3 separate regions of the Sus scrofa genome follow, and all the other regions are linked to region 2. The links are chromatin contacts, called in public Hi-C and promoter capture Hi-C maps. All regions are on one chromosome and are shown on one strand. Each heading gives the region's core, a stretch centred on a gene start, on an enhancer-like site or on the middle of the called end of the contact. The rest is flanking DNA. Distances are from core to core; before and after follow the strand shown. Region 1 overlaps RUVBL1 (ruvB-like 1). Region 2 holds the start of GATA2 (GATA binding protein 2). Region 3 holds the start of RUVBL1 (ruvB-like 1).

Evidence for each region. Promoter capture Hi-C pulls out the DNA fragments that hold promoters and counts their contacts. A called contact is a pair of places that touch in the nucleus more often than the background predicts.
Region 1: a contact with region 2 is called in a Hi-C map of fetal liver, with 1.5 times the contacts expected there. The contact joins the enhancer-like site here to the promoter of GATA2 in region 2. A contact is called at or near these places in 2 of 5 promoter capture datasets (fetal liver and liver) and 11 of 47 Hi-C or Micro-C datasets (alveolar macrophages, blood, embryonic fibroblasts and 7 more).
Region 3: a promoter capture Hi-C map of fetal liver shows a contact between it and region 2, with 2.7 times the contacts expected there. The contact joins the promoter of RUVBL1 here to the promoter of GATA2 in region 2. A contact is called at or near these places in 1 of 5 promoter capture datasets (fetal liver), 11 of 47 Hi-C or Micro-C datasets (brain, embryonic fibroblasts, epiblast stem cells and 7 more) and 2 of 2 datasets of contacts at active chromatin or transcription factors (alveolar macrophages and skeletal muscle).

What each region holds. Positions count from the first base shown.
Region 1 is chr13:72,241,571-72,244,648 of Sscrofa11.1, forward strand. All of the region lies in intron 9 of RUVBL1 (ruvB-like 1), which reads left to right. Among named protein-coding and RNA genes, the nearest start is that of SEC61A1, 27 kb to the right of the region's middle. Within about 2 kb of position 1,396, at least 9 of the 83 cell types and tissues checked have an H3K27ac peak or open chromatin away from gene starts, as enhancers often do. A contact at or near this core is called in fetal liver, where this site is marked.
Region 2 is chr13:71,987,923-71,991,351 of Sscrofa11.1, forward strand. It overlaps GATA2 (GATA binding protein 2), which reads left to right and starts at 1,418. Exons shown (of 6, transcript NM_213879.1): 1 at 1,418-1,624; 2 at 2,251-2,527; 3 at 2,954-3,429. The coding sequence starts at 2,299. LOC102160340 (a long non-coding RNA gene) reads right to left here and starts at 629. Exons shown (of 3, transcript XR_306929.3): 1 at 1-629.
Region 3 is chr13:72,194,332-72,197,873 of Sscrofa11.1, forward strand. RUVBL1 (ruvB-like 1) reads left to right here and starts at 1,888. Exons shown (of 11, transcript XM_021069443.1): 1 at 1,888-2,017. EEFSEC (selenocysteine-specific elongation factor) reads right to left here and starts at 2,014. Exons shown (of 7, transcript XM_021069440.1): 1 at 1,252-2,014. The coding sequence starts at 1,546.

The DNA.
Region 1 (3,078 bases), core at 146-2,645, 250 kb after region 2:
GTGCATGCTCAGTTCTGCATGAGTTCAACTTGGGTTGGGCTTCACAGTGGGAGATGACAGGGATGCCTGAGATTGGCCTTATCCCAAGGGGCACAGTCCCAATTCTCCCTGCACACTCACCTCTTGCTTGATCTGGAGATGGAGCAGCAACTGTGCCACACAGTGCCTCAGCACCCTGGGAATCCCCAGTCCCCTTCTGGTGCTTCCAGCCAGTTATTTGCCATTTTAATTGCTGAGTCACTGAGTCTAAGACACAAAGCCAGGTTGTACCCTGCTGAGCCCAGCCATCTGCTCTGCCCACCCTCACCCCAGCACTGTTTTGTTGGGGGACGTAGGTGAGTTCAGCATGTGGCTGAGGCAAGGTGGCCCAGGGCTGCACTGACATCTTGGTGAGCTCTGTCTGACTTTCTCAGGAGTATAGGCTCTCCTGGTTGGACATTGTACTGAGTCATTTGGTCCCTGACACCACAAGTCGGAGAAAACTATTATCATTGCTCTTCTATAGGACCCCGAGACATAGGCTGGTTTACTTGCCCAGGTTCATACAGCTCAACAGTGGCAGGACTGATAACTGGAATCCAGGCCATCTGACCCTAAAGCCCGTAGTCTTGGTTTCTTTGCTACCAGCCTCCTCCCTGCTAGAAATACCTCAGCTGTGGGTGGAGTCCCTCTAGTAATTGGTCAGCAAGCTTCCCTTTTTGGAGGTCAGGGGGCCTCTCCTGGGTCTTCCCGAGCAGCCCCCCCTGCCTTCCTGTGGCCTGCCTGCCTGGCCCTGCTGGCGTGGCTTATCGCTCAGCACCTAGGAGTGTTGATGGTGCCTGGAGCCAGGCTCTCCCCTTTACCAGCAGGGGTGGGACACCGATGCAGTTAGTGATCAGAGTATTAGCTGGGTGGGGGGGCGTTCCTTGGTAGACAGTGTCCATGGCTAAGGCCTTGTCGCCAGATCACTGTCTCTTGCTCTCGGGTGGGTGCTAGGTTGAAGCCAAGGCAGTTGTTGACCAGGAGCAGAAGCAAAAGCTAGGAGACATTGCTCCCTCCCCACCCTGGCTGTGGGCACTGGAGCCCTGTGTGCTGCCTGGGCTGCCCGCATACCCGCAGTGCTTTGTGGCTGAGTGACCCTTCAGGTACCCCAGCAAGATGTGCTCCCTCCTTTCAAGACTGTCGAGAGATGGTAATGATGATTCAGGGAGGGGGTGGCACCATCCCTTCCCACTGCTATTCACAGACACCCGCTGGGGTCCTTACGAGCAGCTTTTAGGAACCAGGGTTCAAAACTGATGGTCACAAAATAAGCTGCAGAGCTGGGACTTGGCTCGAGAAAGTGCACCCCTGCCACCTCCATTCAACCCAGAGCAGCTGTCCCAGCTTCGTGGATGTACTCTGTGCTGCAAAGTGTGGAGGGTCAGCCAGGAGTCAGGCCTCTTCTCAGCCTCTTAGGCTTTCTCTCTGATTAGCAGAGGACACACCAGCTGCCAGGACACACATGGCTTTGTGCTGTTCAAGGGACAACCTTAGCATTTTTGCTGGAATCCGGGGTGGATTTTTTAAAAAACAAAGTAAATATAACTTGTGTACACTGCCATCAGTGCCGACACCCTCATAAACTATCCCTGCAGGTTATTAAATGATTAAAGATCTAATTTATGAACTGTCCGTTTCTGAGCAGTCTGAGACAGGAGCTTGGGGATTGCTCTGACGCTCCAGAAAGTGAGAGCCCAGCATCTCTGCACTCCTGAAGCTGAGCCTCCATTTCAGTGCAGCCTTCGAGGGCCGGAGGCTCGGCTGAAGCTGTCCCTGGACCAGGCACCAGGACCCAATATTAGCATCTCACTGAGTTCCCCAAGGCCCCGAGGGGGCTTTTCCTGGCAGTCTGAGCTGTCGGAGAGGGGACACAGAGCTGCCCAGCTCAGACTGTCGTGGCCGGAGGGGAGTCCTGGGGCTACAGCCTCCCCCTCTGCTCCTGTCCCTGCTGTCCTCGTGCCCATCCAGCAACTGCTCTGCTCAGCTGTTCTTCACTTCAGACCCCAGACAGTGGATAAATACATGTACAAACTAAGACTTTTTTTTTTGACAGAGGTCACACCTGGCAGCCTGTTGGCTGAACAGATAAGTTTGATGTGGCTAGTGCAATGTTTTTGTGAAATATTTAAACAAATTGACAACATTTAGCAATCGAAATTTCATATAAAAATCTGAGTTCTGAGCCTCTCTTGACAAAATGAAAGACTTTCTTGCCAGCCCCTGGCCTCTGGCAGCACGGTTGATTGCAGCAGAGGGGACATTCCCCCTTGGCATGTGCTGGCCTAAACACCTTCCAGCCTACTCACATCTTTGGACTTGGTTCCTGCTGAGCAGGGCCTTTCATGCTGACAGAAGCTGCCACACTGGAACCCAGAGTCTCCAGACACTAACCTCTGTACCCCTCTGCTCCTGCCCTCGGGTCCTCTGCCTTCCAGTCAGTGTGGACACAAGGCCCACTTGACATATATCCACCTCCTGAACCTCTGGTCCTGCTTCCTGGTGAGGCTTTAGCTGGGGGCTCAGTCTTTCCCACTTCTATGCCTCTACCCTGGGTGTGTTTTTATGGCTTTAATTTAAACAAGGGCTTCTTGATATCTTGTTTACGAAGCTGCCAAAGTGAAAAATTCCTGTATTATATGAGGCTCGAAGTCCTCGAGTTATCTCAGCTCCACAACACACAACATCATTATCCTGCTGCCCCTTATCACTCAGCTCGGGTGCCTGCAGGATCCTGGTGCCACTTGTGCTACAGTGTCCCCACACCAGCCCGCGTCCCCTCCAGCTTCACCAGGATCTGCAGACTGCAACAAGCGCCGGGCTCTTTTGACAGATGAGATATCTCCCAGTGATGTTCTGAGGGCTGGTAAATCTTTAAAAGTAGCTTTGTTGATTTATTTAAACTTGGTATTTATCAAGCAAATAGTGTCTCTTCTTGCCTGAGTGCTTATAGGAGGTGGCCATGCTGGACAGGAAAGTTAGACGCCCCTGAGGGGCCCTGGGCAGCTTTTGGGGGGGCTGGGGGGACAGGAGCTGGGCTGCCCCAGCGCACACCTTGGG
Region 2 (3,429 bases), core at 168-2,667:
GGTGACCGGGGCGCGCAGGCGGAGCTGGGCCTGGCCGGGTGCCCCCCGAGCTGAGGGGACCGAGGGCTTTCCTCCCTCCTCGGATTATTAAAAAGTTCATTTCCTGGCGAATCGGGTGACGTCAGGGGCCCGGCGTCGCGGTGGCGGGGCTGCCCGGCCGGAGAAGCCGCCTCCAGTTACCCAATTACCGACTGTCAATCCTGCTGCCCCTCCCCCCACCGTCCCTGGGGTGGCCAGGACCCCTGCCCTTCCTCCTGCTTCGGACCCATCCAGGATCCCTCTGGGCTTCTATCCCGAGAGCAGTGGACCCGAGGGGAGAGGGCTGGAGGATGTCGATTACTCCCTGTTACCGCCCCACCCCCGCACCTGTCTCAGTGCCCCCAAATTTCTTTGTTTCTAACACCCCTCCTGGGCTACAGGCTCCCTTCGAGCCTCGGTGTCCTCCGTCTGTACAATGGGAGAGAGCAAAGAGATTAGTGCAGCCGGCCCACTTCACCCAGAGCTGGATCTCTGGGCTGGAGCTTGTGGAGAGCAGTTCCAGGTGACTTAGGGAATGGAGTTCTCAGACCACCATCTCCATCTCTCCGGGGGCCGCCTTAAGGACTCCCCCCACCCCAAGAGGAGAGGGGAAAAAAAAAAAAAAAAAGCCTCCTCCTGCCCGGAGGCGTCTCCTTCGAGCCGGCGCTGGCGCCAGTCCGGGTCTCCACGGCCTCGCCCCAGGCAGTTCGGCCCGTTGGTCTGCGAAAGGCCACGCCCGGGAAGGGGACGCCCCCTCCCCCTCTCAAGAGTCGCCAGCCAGGCCACCTCCACCAGGTCAAGCAGTCCTAAATGGCCTCTGGTTCGAGGCCCAGGTGCCCACGGAGGCTCTGTAATTTCTGCCCCTCACCGCCCCTGTTGTCCTGCAGCTATCCACCCAGTCCCTCACCCGGCTAGCGCCCGAGTTGGCGGAGGGAACAGTCCGGGTAGGTAGTTGGACTCCCGTGGCCACGTTCAGTGGTAAAGGAGGTGGGATCCGAGAGAGTGGGCGGTCTGGGGTTCTGGGGAGAGGACTTCAAACACCCAGAGGGTGCGCAGCCTAGGCTCCCGGGGAGGAGGTCCAGTAAGAGGTTAGTTACTGGGAAGAGAGTCCAGAGGTTAGAGGAACCAGGAGTGTCCGCAAGAGGGGGAACAGCGGTTGGCCTGCGGGGTGCTGGTCCCGGAGGGGAGCGCGTCGGCAGTAGGGGCCGCCCGGAGGGCGCGGGGAGGGGGCCGGCAGGCGCAGGGGGGCAGGCTCGCGGGTCAGTCCTGGAGTCCGGCGGACCGGGAGTTGCGGGCTCAGCCAATGGGGGGCGGAGGCTGGGCGGCGCGCGGCGCTGATTGGCTGGCGCCGGCTTCTTAGGCGTGAGCGGCCCCCGCTTCATGTCTGTGCAGGAGTCGCGAGCTGGCGCCAGGGCGGCCGGAGGATGCCGAGGGGCCGGAGCCGGGCGGGCCTGAGGCCGAGGCGCGTGCTGCCCCTAGCTCACACCCTGTGAGCCCCGCCAGCCGCCCGACGCACTGTCCCTGAGCCCTCAGTCCCCCCCACCCGGCTCCCGTAGGTGCTGCCGGCTCTGAGGCCGCGCCCCCCTCCCTGCGGCGCTGCCGCTGCGTAAGTTTGGGGTTCGAGAGCTGGCCGGTGGCCTGGGCGCGCCGGGGTCCTGAGAGGTCATTACGGGGGCCTGGGCCGGGGCGGCTGAGGGTGACTGCTTTGGTGTGCCTGGGTGAGAGGTCCCGATTGTGTTGCCGGGGATTGCGCGGGGTGGCTCTCTCTTGGCTGGTGGGGCTGCGTGCGTTTTTTGGGGGGAGGGGCGAGGTCAGTCTGTGTATCGGCGCCAAGTGTAGCTCTGCGCGTGTTGCTGGCATCTTGTGCCACTCATGGGTGCGTGGGTGCCTGCCTTCAACTTCTAGCCTGTTTATGTACAGGGACGGAGCGGATGGTGGTGGCGGCGTGTCTGAGTAAAGTGCTACTCTATGTGCGTTTGTTTGGGTCACTGGTGTCAGTGCTTGTTCCTGCGTGTGACCCCGTGCGCACAAGTGTGTGGTTCTGGGAGCCGGGTCACCATGTGTGCGTGGCTCAACCGGTTCCCCTGTCCTCCTTTCGTTTTGAGCTTTGGGCTTTCCTCCCACCCAGGACTGGTCCGTGGCTGAGGCTCAGCCGCGCTCACGACGCCGCGTGGCGGGACTTTAGGGGTGTTGGGCCGTGGTGGCGCCCCTCACGCCCCTTTCATCGCGCAGGGACGCTGCCACCGCCTCCGCCCAGATCCCGATCCTCCGCCGCCGGCCATGGAGGTGGCGCCCGAGCAGCCGCGCTGGATGGCGCACCCCGCCGTGCTGAATGCGCAGCACCCCGACTCGCACCACCCGGGCCTGGCGCACAACTACATGGAGCCCGCGCAGCTGCTGCCTCCCGACGAGGTGGACGTCTTCTTCAACCACCTCGACTCGCAGGGCAACCCCTACTACGCCAACCCGGCCCACGCGCGGGCGCGTGTCTCCTACAGCCCCGCTCACGGTGAGCCCAGGGCCCCTGGGTGACTAGGAGCCCAGGCGCTGCGCTCTCGCTCCCGGAGCGAGTGGGGAGGAGGGCCCGGCTGCCTACTTCCCGGATGTGGGATCTGCAGGAATTGGAGGAGCTGAGAAATCAAGGCGGGAAAGGAGAGGGCATCGGCCTCTTGGGAGGGTCTGGGCTCCGTAAGGTTTCTGCCCATTTCCAGCTGGCCTATTGAAGTCCCCTCCAGGCCTTGTCCAGGGGGGTCCTTCTGTGCCACTTGTCCTTCAGCTCTGGACTGACATTCCTGATTATTGCCGGTTGGGGTGTTGTGTTTCTGGTTTTCTTTGGGAGGGGGTTACTTGGTTGTTGTGAGTTGTGGCCCTGGGTAGCTGGGTCGGGCTGGGCCCAGCCTGCACACACCCTGACCCCTCTCCCTGCCCCCCGCAGCCCGCCTGACCGGAGGCCAGATGTGCCGCCCACACTTGTTGCACAGCCCAGGGCTGCCCTGGCTGGATGGGGGTAAAGCAGCCCTCTCGGCTGCTGCAGCACACCATCACAACCCCTGGACCGTCAACCCCTTCTCCAAGACGCCACTGCACCCTTCAGCTGCTGGAGGCCCTGGAGGCCCCCTCTCCGTGTACCCAGGGGCAGGGGGTGGGGGTGGGGGAGGCAGTGGCAGCTCTGTGGCCTCCCTCACCCCCACCGCAGCCCACTCTGGCTCCCACCTCTTCGGCTTCCCACCTACACCACCCAAGGAAGTATCTCCTGACCCCAGCACCACCGGGGCTGCCTCCCCAGCCTCGTCCTCCGCAGGGGGTAGTGCAGCCCGGGGGGAGGACAAGGACGGCGTCAAGTACCAGGTGTCACTGACTGAGAGCATGAAGATGGAAAGCGGCAGTCCCTTGCGCCCAGGTCTGGCTGCC
Region 3 (3,542 bases), core at 638-3,137, 210 kb after region 2:
TGGAGAAGTGACCTCACACGGCCCGCAGCGTGACCACATGGGAGGTGACAAGGTGAAAGTACTACAGCTGGACCCACTATGCCCAGCCATGGGTGCAGCCATCGACTGGCAGGCCGATAGAACCATCTGATCAAGACACATCCCACAGGAGCCTGAAGGTGCAGAGAACACTGCTGGAAGAAACAGAAGGAAATGGAAAGCAGGGAGGTACTTGGTTCCTGGGGTGGCGGTGAGGAGTTAAAGTCTCTGACCTATACTCTCTTACTGCCATGTGCTTCTGTTATTCTACCATTTTTTAGTAAACAAAACAAGTTTTAAAGCTCTGTCCACAAAGTAATCCACAAAGGTATACTAGTGGCTGCTTTTGGAGAGATGGGAGGAGTAACTGAGGACCCTTACCTGGTTTGTAATGTTCTTTCTTCACAAGTAGAATTTATTCATGTACCACCAGTATATTTTAAATTAACTAAATGATACATCTCAGAAGGCACCCCCCCCCCAGCATCTCAGCTGCAGGAGCTATCCTTCCAGACACATAAGCACACCCACCAGAGACATTTGTTCTAGAAAACTTGCTGAAGCTTTCTTACCAGAAACAGGAAATGACATAAATGCCCATCATGAAGAGATTAAGAGCAAAGAGATCCTGATGTATAGCACTCGGAACTCTATCTAGTCACTTACGATGGAGCACGATAATGTGAGAAAAAAGAATGTATACATGTATGTGTAACTGGGTCACCTTGCGTACAGTAGAAAATTGACAGAACACTGTAAACCAGTTATAATGGAAAAAATAAAAAAATTTTTAAAAGATTAAGAAAAAGATGGTACAAGTGTACAATGGAAATTCATGTGACCTTTAAAAAGAATGATGTCTCTTTATATGTACAGATAAGATACCCCGAGTATTGAGTGAAACAGTGTAAGTGGTGTTAACTATTCTGTTAAAAAAAATAAATAAGAACAAGAGGAGGGGTTGACTTATACACGGGCCTGCCTGTCTTCACACGGAGTCCCTAAGACTGGCACCCAGACCGGGAAAGCAGGAGACTGGGGGCAGTGAATGGAGACCTTCTGGGCACTTTCTGTGGTCCTGAGTTGCCCTAACTCGTGCGTGTATTACAAACACATGTGGTACAAACGAAACACTTTCGCTGTTTCTAGAGAGGCCCCTCCTGCTGGGGTGGTGCGAGGGGCTCCCGCGCCGCGCCCCCCGCCCGGCAAGGCGCCCCCGCCGTCTGTGCTCACCGCCGATGATGGTCCGGATGAGGGAGGCGTGCCCGGGGCAGTCGACCAGCGTGATCTGCAGCTCGGCCCCGGACTCGGGCTCGGTCCCCGGCGGCGCCGGCCTCAGGCGCTCGGGCAGTGGCACCGAGAAGCACGAGAAGCCCAGGTCGAGCGTGATGCCGCGCTCGCGGCTCTGCGGCTGCTTGTCGAAGGCCGCGGTGGAGGCTGTTGTGCTGAGCGCTCGCGCCAGCGCGGTCTTGCCGCTGTCAATGTGGCCCAGGACGCCCACGTTCACGTTCACCCGCCGGCCCGCCATGCCGCCGCCGCGGTCCGCCAGCTAAGCCGACCCCCGCCGCCCGCGCCCCGCTCGTATGTTCCGGCGCCGAAGCTTCCGCCCGCCGTCCGCCGCCCGAAGCCGGGGAGCCCAGAGCTTGAGGCGCCGTCCGCCTCTCGCTCAGTCTCCGCGGTCTCACTTCCACTCGTTCATTCTCAGGGCCTCGCGGGGACGGCGCTCTCCCCGCACCACGTGGGCGGGGGTGGGGGGCGACAAACAGGGACCGAAAGCCGAACCGACCGCTGCTCGCACGAGAAGCCCCCGGGAAAGTAGAGCCCAGGCGGCAGGACTGGAGCCGGGGAGGCGGCTGGTGGCGAAGCTGAGGCGCGCGGCTCAGAAGAGCCCGCGTGGAAAAAACTGGGGAGGGCCGCCGGGAAAGGACGGCTGTTTTCCCGACGCGGCAACACGCACCCGGGTCAATGGCGTCCCGCACAGCTCCAGGCCGTGTGTAAGGTGCGTGCGCGCGGGGGAGAGCCCACGAATCTCACGCTTTTCAAGTGTTATCCATAAAAAGTGTCTCCCCGTCAGCAACAGGGATCACAGCTTTAAATGCTTGCACTGGCCAGGCAGGTGCCTCACAGGAGAGGCGTCAGCAGGCTATGTCCTGTGTAGACCCGGGAGCCCCTGCTCAGCTTCAGCCAAGGGAAAGTGGGCGAGAATGCGAGCTGAACATTGCCTCATCTTCTCGATTTCCGAGAGGAGAGAGCGTTTCCATATGAAATCTGAGGAACACATGCTTTGTTGAGCCATGAGACTTGGGGCTGTCTACCTGCCCTGACTTATACCTAAGCGCTGGCCAGCAGCAGGGCTGGGGCTTTAACACCAGGTGGGTCTTCCTGCCTCCACCTCCCATAGCCGCTGGCTCCAAGCCAGGTCCTACCCCAGCAGCAACCTGGGCATGAGCCTCCCGTTGAGTCCAGCCCTGTCTCCACAAGTGCCAAGGAGATGGCAACTCTGGGTTGTCTGAAACTCAGCCAGATGAAGACTGTAGTTGGGGTTGGCTGTGCCCCTGCACCAAGCAGAGAAATAGAGAGCCTGGCTGGGCAGGTGTGAGTCATAAGCTCACTCCAAGGTTGCAGGGGAATGCCCTGTAGGAACTGGGGCACTTTTGCCAGCAAAATGCAGGTCACATCAAGCCCCTCCTGTGTCCTTTGTCTCTATCCTGGCTTCTATCCCAGTGAGGCAAGTTTGCTTTAGATCAGGCTGGTGCTCTGGCACTCTACCCGTCCTAGCCCACTGAGGACCCCTTACATGTCTTTGCTTGCCCTCAGCCTGGTACATGCAAAGGCTCCATAACTGTTTCTTGAGTGGACCCACCCCTGAACCTCCAGCCCACAAAGACACTCTCCTCTGCAGCAGACTCCTGGGTCGCAGCCTGGATTGTAAACCTGGACCCCAGGCACTGAGAAATGATTGACAGGGAACTGCCTGCAGAACTATGATTATTTGGGATTTGTACTTAATGTTCCTTTCTGTTTCTTTAATGCCATTTTGTACTAAAGTAGTTCAAAGTTCTTTACAAACAGCTAGTAATTAATTCAACTTCATTAAGGCCAATTAATCCAGGATTAATTATAAATTTTCCCAGAGGAAGTTATTATACTTTGCTCTTTGATTTGAGTTTTGGCTTTAAAGATTCTTTTAGGAGTGAAATGGAAATTTCTCTTTTCTCTGAGGGTATCTACCTTGCCAGTGATTGTGTTAACTATGTACCTTCCTCCACACATCCTCTACTAACCTTGGATTAGGTTGTCACCCTGGCAGCCCGTGTGCTCTGTGGCACTCCTAGCACTGAACAGATACAGATGTCCCATCAGCTGCAGGGTGGGAGCCATGCCCTGGGCCCACCTCATGCCCTGTTCCTTCCAGCTATATATGGACAGAACAGTGTTCTACAAGCTCTGTGAAGTCTACCATGGTCAGCGGTCCCTCCTTCCTCTTCTGTAAGACTCCTCAACTCTCCTCAGAGCCATCACAC